Regions from separate parts of the Mus musculus genome. Here region 2 is linked to region 1. A link is a contact called in public promoter capture Hi-C data. All regions are on one chromosome and are shown on one strand. Each heading gives the region's core, a stretch centred on a gene start, on an enhancer-like site or on the middle of the called end of the contact. The rest is flanking DNA. Distances are from core to core; before and after follow the strand shown. Region 1 overlaps Prdm16 (PR domain containing 16). Region 2 overlaps Prdm16 (PR domain containing 16).

The links. Promoter capture Hi-C pulls out the DNA fragments that hold promoters and counts their contacts.
Region 2: a promoter capture Hi-C map of neural stem cells shows a contact between it and region 1. The contact joins two enhancer-like sites. A contact is called at or near these places in 1 of 39 promoter capture datasets (neural stem cells), 1 of 484 Hi-C or Micro-C datasets (nephron progenitors), 5 of 115 datasets of contacts at active chromatin or transcription factors (embryonic basal ganglia, embryonic stem cells and neural tube) and 3 of 9 other capture datasets (embryonic stem cells, liver and pancreatic islet).

The regions. Positions count from the first base shown.
Region 1 is chr4:154,334,675-154,339,297 of GRCm38.p6, reverse strand. It overlaps Prdm16 (PR domain containing 16), which reads left to right. Exons shown (of 17, transcript NM_027504.3): 10 at 1,571-1,655; 11 at 4,036-4,205. Among named protein-coding and RNA genes, the nearest start is that of Arhgef16, 37 kb to the right of the region's middle. Within about 2 kb of position 3,342, at least 79 of the 459 cell types and tissues checked have an H3K27ac peak or open chromatin away from gene starts, as enhancers often do. A contact at or near this core is called in neural stem cells, where this site is marked.
Region 2 is chr4:154,597,196-154,602,054 of GRCm38.p6, reverse strand. All of the region lies in intron 1 of Prdm16 (PR domain containing 16), which reads left to right. Among named protein-coding and RNA genes, the nearest start is that of Gm52689, 20 kb to the left of the region's middle. Within about 2 kb of position 1,879, at least 43 of the 459 cell types and tissues checked have an H3K27ac peak or open chromatin away from gene starts, as enhancers often do. A contact at or near this core is called in neural stem cells, where this site is marked.

The DNA.
Region 1 (4,623 bases), core at 2,093-4,592:
AAGCTGCAAGGAACTATGGTCAGCCTGGGAAAAGAGAGTCATGGCAACTGATCACAGGACCCCAGAGCCCCCTTTATCTTCTCATGTGGTCTCTACTCATAATGTCCAGAGGCTAGGCTGAACAGCTGTCCTTAGGACCTGAGGTCTGTGGGCACTGGAGAGCTGGCTGGACACGCCTCTGCAGAAGGTCCTCTGCAAAATGGGTCCAGTCCAGGTGGGCAAATAAGTGTTCCCAGGGTCCCCTGAGGTGATGGCAGATGCAGCCTGACCTTAAGGAGGGCCCTGAGCTGCCTGCCACATACTGGGTTCAGACAGACTCATAGCTCAGCCTGCATCTGCTACCATCACTGGGGCCCTCCTCCTGCCACTTGGGTCCCTTTCTCTGCCACTGCCGGCATCCCTAGATAATTCAAAGGCGGAACTCGTGCCATGAGAGACCCCCTCCCTGCAATGGGCTGGCCCTGGCTACCCGAGTGCAGCCCCAGGCTGGCCACTGTTGCCAAGAGCCAAGTGTCTCAGGGTTCATTTCCATCCCATAGTCACCCCAGTTCTTTGCCTGATATCCTCACTGTCCCTGCATCATGACTTGGGTCTCCCCTGGGAACCCAGGGCTGCTGTGACCCTCTGGCAGTCACATTGCCATGTCTGCTGCTGTCCCCCAGAAGGCAGGGAGGCAAAGGCTTCAACTGGTAGAAGGAAGCAAAATGAGTCAAAGCCGGGGCCCAGGTGGGGTACAGGTGAGCAACCTAGGAACGGCTTATTCTGTTCCTGCGTCCTCAGCAGCAAGAGGATAGGAACAGCTTGTTCTGGCGTCCTTGGGAGCAAGAGGGTCAGCAGGTTTGAACAAAACACCTCATGGACTTCTACCAACCATGGGGGCGAAAGAAAGGACCCGGCTACCACCTGCACTGACCACGGAGATTTGTTTAGCAAGTTGTCGCCGACACTTGAGGAAGATTCTAGCATTGCAGTCTCCAGCAGCCATTGAAGGTTTTCAGGTACAACCTGACTGGCTGCTGTAGGGAGTCTCTGGTAACTTCCCCAGAACAGAAATCTGTCACCCGCATCTGTCAGCAAAATAGGCAAAGTGTACCCTGCCAGTTTCTGGCAGGGACAGGGTATTTGGGGTGCAGGCAATAAGCCCTGGGGTGATGCAGAGTAACTTGTGGGTATGCTGGAGACCTTGAGGGAAGCACCTACCATACAGGTGTGCAAGCCAGCAAGCAGGAGGCTGGTGCACACAGAGCCTTCAAAGAACATTCTAGACTCCAGCATAAAAAACGTTCCAACAAACACAGGAGGTGGTAACTGTTTGAGGGGACATGGGGTGTGTGGAAAAATCACTGATTAGATAAAGATGCAGTTGAGGAGCTGAGGAGTCTGGGTAAATGAGCAGCTGCGGCTTGCCCCACTGGCCTGGAGGCCCATTGAAGTTCAGGTAGGAGTTAGCTGGATAGCCCCATCGCCACCTCCATATATAATTGGTCTGACTGTCAATCCAGCACAGGTGTGGTACTGAGGAGCAAGTGGCTCGGTGGGGTATGTAACCCTCTGTGTTGCCGTCCAGCAGGGTAGAAAAGCGGAAGGTGGCAGACCCTGTGGGAGTCCTGAAAGAGAAGTACCTGCGGCCGTCCCCACTTCTGTTCCACCCCCAGGTAACAACCACTATGGGCCTCTGAGATGGGAGTACTTAGAGACGCTGTGTGAACAGGCTCTGGGACTTAGGTTTCTGGTTCCCAAGAGGCAGAGGGGACTTTCTGAGATCCCACAGGTCATTGTGGACCCGGAACACATAGGGAAGGGTTGCTCTCATAAGGAAGCACTTGGGTCTGTCTAAAGGCCTCTTGCCCAAAGGAGCCCCACAGTTGCAAGGACCCCAGGCCCTAAGAAGGGATGCATTACTGATACAGGTGCCAAGAGGAGCAGAGTTTTGGACACAAGGAAACAGATGTTGGGGCTAGTATTCCTGCAGTAGGCCATACCTTAGCATTCTTCAGTGAAAGGACCAGAGCAGGTCTTCGTGAGAAGGGGCAGGGGGGAGACTGAGCAGGAAGGAACCGTCCTAGGGACTGGAAGGGAAGGCTAGCAGTCTACAAGTCAGGTATAGTGCCCTCTATCCTGCTAATGTCCCTGCCTGTGCCCCCAGGCCACATGCCTCCTGGGGAACCCACAGCCCAAGGCAAAGTCCTTCAAGTATCCCAGACCCCAGTCCTCACTGCATGAGGTCTGGCCCCCCTCCTGTGAGCTGCAGGTCACCGCCCTTAAGCCTCCCTCACCAACAGGGAATCTTCAGGCCAAAAAACCTGCATGGGGCATTGTTCTTCTCTGAGCTTCCCGCCTTGGGTAAGCCCCAGCCTGAAACCTGTACCCTGGCTGAGTTCACAGCTAAACTTAGAGCCTCCCATTGTTCCATGGGGCCGCGGAGTTTGGTTAATAGCTTCCCCCAATTTTCCCAGGGCCGGCTGGAAAAAGCCGACCAGGCAGCCAGGCGTATCCGGTGTTTGTGTTTGTACTAGGAGCTCACGGGAATGTCTGATGGGGCAGAGCAGGCCAGGCAGGCAGGACCCACCCCACCCGGCCTGAGGAAGAGAGGCCTGTGGGGGGCCAGCTGCCCATTGTCCCTCCTGCCCACTGCTCCCATGGGCCAACCTCCTCTGCCTGCCCTTGTGTCCCAGGCCAGGACGAAGAGGCAGAAAGGTGGTGACTTGTGGTCACCAATTAAATGGTCTGAGGCTAGCTTGGCTGCCTGTGTCACTCAGATAGAAGAGCCTGGCAACCATGCAAAGAAGGTTTCCACAAAACAGGCATCCGTGCTATATCCATAAGCTATCATTAAGACTTATGGCCAAGAGCCTCAGTGTCACCCTGAGAACCTACCTTTCAGGTGTTGAAAAAGGCACTAGAGAGGCCAGGTAGCAGCCTAGAGAGCCAGGCAGTTCCATCTCCAGTGAGCATGGACGCAGAAAGTGTATGTGGTATGTTCTGATGAGGGTCATGTGTCAGTCCTCTATTAACAAGGCAAAGCCTGCATCTCTGTTGCCTGCACAGAGCCGTCCAGTGGCCATGGGGAGGTCTCACCAGGGTGGCTGGGCAAAGTGTCCATCCATTCGCCGCTTTCTGTGGGCTTCTGTTACAGCTGTACTGCTGTTTCCCCAGATACCAAATGTCTCCGCCACTGTGTTATGAGGCTTCCAAGTAGCGGCAGTACAAAGCCCTCCCTTCCCTGTTGTCAGTGCCCAGCAAACAGCCCACAACGATGCGTTGGGCATCCCAACAAGGTGCCGAAGGGCTTCGTGGCTGGAGTCGTGCAGAAGGATTACAGTCATGTGACATGCAGCCTTTGTTCAACCATGGGCAGCTGGGTCCTGGATTCTGACATCAGTGAACAAGTGCCTTGTGTTTGGCGCTAGCACTAAGCAATAAACACTCCCGGGAGGCAGCTGGCCATGGACGGGAGCCTGGATCGGGAGGTGATACCTTGTCTGCTCATTCGTCCATGTCCCCCTGGTGTGTGCAGTGGGGTCTTCATCTAGGCTCAGTTTCTCCCAACACTCACGGCACTCTGAGAGGCTGAACCCTTTCCCTCTGTCTTCAGTGGTACCTGCCCCACCCCGTCTTCTTTTGCCTCTCTCACCTGCCCCCATCTCTGTGGTCTGCCAGATAAAACGTGCCTTCCGGGATAGACATTTAGCAGAGGTATGAAGAGAGCCTCTCATGGTTCCCTTGGCACAGGTGGGGAGAGGTACAGCTTCAAGGTCCCTGTCACCAAAGCCTTAAGTCTCAATGGAGCCTGCATAGCCTGGGGTTTTAACCAATTTCTGCCTACCATACTGAAAAGACCACTCACTCCAGATGACCCTGGATTATAGTCCCAATCCTAAGAAGGACAAGAGCAGAGTAAGCTGTGGCTGTAATTCCAATGGCCATCCAGAGGTTATTGATAATAATTAGACACAGGGACCCCCGGGTGCACGCTCTCTGAAGACAGACGGCAGTTATGCTGAGTCATCGATCTCTCCCTCCCTGTGCCCGCAGATGTCAGCCATAGAAACCATGACGGAGAAGCTGGAGAGCTTTGCAGCCATGAAGGCCGACTCAGGCAGCTCCCTGCAGCCCCTGCCTCACCACCCGTTCAACTTCCGCTCCCCACCCCCAACGCTCTCGGATCCCATCCTCAGGAAGGGGAAGGAGAGATACACGTGCAGGTGAAACACCGAGGGTCCCTTGGGGGCTGGTGGGAAGGGGCCGCGCGCGCGTGCACACACACACACACACACACACACACACACACGCACGCACGCACGCACGCACGCACGCACGCACGCACGCACGCGCGCGCGCGCGAACTTGCTTCTGGAAAAGCCCAGAGTTGCAGTTCCAGTGAAGCAGAGGTTGAGCGGACAGGCGCCCCATCCGCCCGAGGCCGTGTTTGCGCATGCGTGATCTGGGTAGGCTTCTAGAACTGTCCTCTCGGCTGTGTTATCTGGGCCCCGCGTGCAGCTTAGTTAAGTTCAGAGGCCAGAGAGCAGCTGCGCAGCCTGGGCACAGTATTAGGAAGGATGGTGAGCCTGGTGCTGAAGCCATTGCTCGCGGTTTTGGGAGTTCATGCTCCCGGGCTCCCTA
Region 2 (4,859 bases), core at 630-3,129, 260 kb before region 1:
GATCATGTAATCACTCAGTAAATACCCCCCTCCAAACAGTCACATTCTTGAATATTGAGGGTTAGGGCTTCAACACAGGAGTCTTAGGGAACACAACCCAACCCTGGCAGCCTCCGCTCCATTGCTCCATCGAGAGCCACCTTTGTCTATGACTGTCTTAACGCAACCTCCGCCCCCCCTTCCCCCCAAATCACTGGCAAAGGGCCTGTAGGGCAGTACAACACACCTGAGCATCCCAGGAGTAAGGGGTACTGAGAAGAGCAAGAAAGCTGTAGTCAACCCCCACAAATTTCCTGAAAGCATCCAACCGACTTCAAAGAGAGGCCCGCAGCCTGGAAGCATCGTCTAAGGTCTGAGGAAATCAGCCAGTGCTGCTCTGGAGTGCACAATTTTTCCCATTTTGTGGGGTTGATCCTTTTCACTAAGATTTCAAGGCAGTGAAATCAACAGGCCCCAGGAAATTTGCATACGGCTACTTAACAGCAATTCTGTCTTTTTTTTTTTTTTCTTAAAGAAATAAACAAATCCACAACTCCCGATCCATTGGGCGGGAGGGACGACCCTGGGAGTTAACAGTTCAAACCTTTACAATTTTTAAAAACCCAGCAGCTTTCCATAACAAAGGGCAAAATTCGCAAACAAATTACCTTCCTCTCTGCTCCCGGCCTGGTGTTGATAACACAGTTAGGCCACCACTGAATGGCGATCCCCACAGAGCCAGGTCCCCCAAGGTCTTCAGAGAACAGCATGGCTTGGGATGTAAGAGTGCACTCTGCTTTTCAAGACTCCAGCTAACAAGTGGCATTATGGGAAACAGGGAAGGAGACTGGGCAGAGACAGCCAGGAGCTGTTGTCCTTGTGGAAAGGTCCTGGAAGAGACGGGAAGACAGGTGCATCATGGGTAGGTGTTCCTGTGCACATAGCCCAGGGGGAGACAGGGTTTGAAGACAAGACAGGCCTCTCCAGCAGGCAGTGCCCTTGGGACCTGCTTCTAGAGACTTAACAAGACTTAGGCTCAAGCTGGCCCTTAAGCAGCTCTGAGCCCAGCAAGGACAAGGAACCAGGAAGCCCAGACAACTGAGGAGGCTGAGATACATCTCTCAAAGTTCCTGGGAGCTCAGTCTAAGAGGGAGGTCCCTGTGATGCTGAACCCCAGTTCCTCTCTCCTCAAAGAACATCCTGGCTTTGACAACCCAGTGAAGCCATCTTCAGTCAGGACACACAATCCCTCTCCCATGTGCCTTGTTTCTACTGGGCGTTTCTAAGCTGTAGTCATTCTCACCAGAGCTATGATCACTGAGGGGTAAGGATAATTTTCGAGTTCCCCCCAGCTCCTAGCAGCTTCCAGTTTGTTGGTTCTCAACACATGGATGAAGGATGCTCACCAAGATGAGAGGACACATATTGGAAGATAGGGCCCTTGCAGTCGGGGGACAGATCAGAGCTGTATTACCCAAGGGGGTCTGGTTAAAAATGCCTGGGAAGTAGGAAATTTAGGGCCATTCCCAAAGAGCCAGCCCTCTCACACGCAAAGGAAGTGAATCTTCCCTAGGGGGAGGGGCCTCTGCTGCACATCAGTCTATTGAAGGGTTCGGCTAGACCGTGAGGTCAAGAGCCAGCCAGCCTGTTCTGGCTTTCCTTTTGGTGATGGGTCTCAAAGGTCAGGACCCCCTCTCTCCCACCAGTGTGCTGCAGAGAAAGTGCGATGGAGAACCCAGTTCTTGGACCTGACCGAAGGGACCGTTTAGACAGTCATCGCTCTGGATCCCAAAGGGTTAAGGAGCAAGTGCCGAGGGCTTTGTTCAGGGGCATCTCATCAGATGTTAACCTACAGCCTGTCCCCAATCCCTTCCTTATGACTGTGATTAGTGTTGCGGGGATGAATAGGCCCTCGGATTCCTATGGTAACCTTCAGAATGCATTCCTTGGGCGGGCTCTGCCTCCAACAGTAATTACATTCCTAACTCAGGCCCAAACAGCATGCTAATTAGCTGCTCGGGAGCCTGGCTTCAGGTCCCTGAGAAAGGGGCCGGAGGAGGCCACTTCTGTTTACAAGATCCTCTCCTTCCCTTCCTCATATGAGACAGGATCCTGGGAGATGCCCAGGGCACCAGGGTCAGTCTACAGGGCAGCGCAGCACCAAAGCCTCTCACACATTCTTAGTGACCCGGGGAAATCACCTTGACCATGCCCTTAGGGTGTAAGGGTCTACACAAGGCCTACCCAGCCTCTAACCCCAGGGAGTTACTGTCTGCCCGTTTTCTGATGCTAGACCCCTGGATGCAGGACCCAGGGCCAAGAAGGGACTGGAGCTTACTTTTGGCCCAGTCTCTTTCCAAGGGGTGCCAGCCCCATTCCTTACTTAGCACATTGATCCAGCTATGTTGGCTAAGCCAGGGGAGCCGAGAGCTCATTCTTGGGGGAGAACCACCCCCAGCTGACAGAAAGCCAGGCTGGAAACTGCTTGTGTGAGGGAGGGGCAGGCAGTATTTGCAGACAAGAGATTGGCTCTTCAGATAAGTTGGGGTAGGGGAACATTTTGTCTGGAACCTAAGAAAGAACGGAGGATGTAAAAGACAGGAGCCGGTGTGGCAGAGAGTAGGAGATACCGCCTGGGGGTCATTGAGAGCCTGGTGCCTCCAGAACCGAATGCAGGCCATCAGTGAGGGCTAGAGAGGGTGAGGGGTGGGGGTCAGATGGAGGGCCTGAGGCGAGCGAGTGAAAGGTAGACCTGCTTTGCTCCAGGTGTTAGGGGAGGAGTGGTCTTCAGCAAGGGAGGGGAGTGAGTCAAGTTCCGTTGGTGGAGTGAAACAGTTGGTTCTCCTGCCAGGGCCTGGGGTGCCAGGAAGGGGCAGAGGCTGGGATATTATGGGAGGGCAGGCCATTGAATGGCAGGAAGTGCTGGTGGGACATGCAGAAAGATCTGCTTCTTATTCCTGAATACCAGTCGATGGCCAGAATTGACACGGGAAGGGGCATGTTTGCTGAGCTGTAGGGCCAAATGGGCACCAGGGTGGTGGCACTGCCCATTGCTGGGCCTCCACAGGTGGGCAGCGGGCTTGTAACAGGCCAGCTCTGGCCTGGCAGGTGCTGTTTCCTGCTGGACAGGTCCAGTCCCATGATGCTTATTCTGTTCAACATAGCCTTCCTCACTGTCCCTCAGGGCAAGGACAGTGGGCATCACTGAGTGTTGATGTCTTCTGTTACCCTGTCCTCAGATGAGTGCCCAGGCTGTGGTTTCTATCACTTAGAGTTGTGGAGGGATGGCCTCTGACTGTGCTGTGCGTACAAGAGCCTGTCCAGCTTGGCTCCTGCTGGTGTTTCAGACTGCTGATCTTGGAGACCAGTCGGGTAGGTTGCAGATGGCTCGGCCTACATGCAGCAATGGGGGCTGTGGCTCCTACCTCGAGTAGCCAGGCCCCAAGGAGCTTGGATTTTGCACCCAGGTGGTTTAGCGTATGGGGCTTAAGGAAGGATTAGCTGGCTCAGGATCTGGAAGCCAGCGGATCCTCGGTGTCAGTCTGCACTGCTAATTCTACTGTAAATAGAGCAATCTCTTAAGTATATATCATTTAATGCTCGGCAGGGAGCCCACAGATCTCCCTGACAGCAGTCTCTTCTCTTCACACCTGCTGGTTAACTTCTCTGGTCTCAGCCCATTTCCCTGTGGCAGTGTTTGTGGTGAGCCTGTGAGGGTAACACAGTAATTATAGAAAGTGCTCTGGATAGATTCTCGGCTCCTATTGTCCTTTCCTGCCCGGCTAACACCTTGGCACCACCTTCCCTTGTTAGGAAGACACATGATCCCTGAGAACTCGGCTGGCCAAGTGTGGGCCACCTCCCCAGGGTGCCGGCCCCTGTTCCTAGGTCTTGGTTCCTTCTTCAGTTCAGCCAAGGTTTGGGTCTTACTCAGTTTGACATCTACCAAGCTCCTCACACAGTGGCCACTGCAGGCCCAGCCTGGCACTGGGCTCTGTTGGGTGACCTACCCACACACAGTGCAGGTCAACTTAGGCAAAATCTGAGGCTGAGAGGGGATCAGATGGTTGGGGAGCAGGTTCAGTGTGGCTGGTGACAGGAAGCAAAGAATGAGCCATACTGTCCCTGATCGTGACAAACCCGTGAGTCGGGGGCTCTTACCATCCTGGCTTTATGGCCTGATTTTACACTGAATCATGCCAAGCAGGCACACCAGCTCTGAGCTATGTCCTCAGCCCAGCTGTTGGAGTGTGATCACCACTTGCTAATAACAGGCTGATGGGTGTGTGTATACTGTGTCACCGATCTCTGCCCTGGGAGTGGACAGAGGTCCTGAGAGACCCTGGTATTGCTGTTGCTCGAGGCTTGAACTCAGAGAAACACACATACAGACTGGCTCTGGACTCGCTAATCTGGAAGCCACAGTGTAGCTAGCTCAGACCTAGGCTCCAAAGCAGTTTGATGCAGTTATAAGCCTAAGGACAGAGTACAAGACGACAGCCCTGCGCTTAAGCTCCATGGGTGGAGACGGTGACCCCTTGGTTGCTCCTGCATGGCTTCTTGGAGACAGTATTGGAAATAGAAAAAGGCAAAACAGAGACATGTCAAAAGCAGGTGTGTCTGTGTGACCTTGTGCTAGGCCAAGGGTGGAGTGGGCTCTGGAGGTGAGAATTCTCGGTCCTGGGAATGGTTCTTTCCCTGGCGTTTTGTTTGTTTGTTTGTTTGTTTTTTAAAGATGAATGGGCTGCCAGCACCTTCAGCTGGACTAAAAAACCATCAGATTCCAACGTCTGTTTATTGTCAGTGTGTTTTTACCACTGGTGAAGGGTGGCAGGCCATCCCATACCACCAAGGACACGGGCTCTGCCTTCTTCCTCATG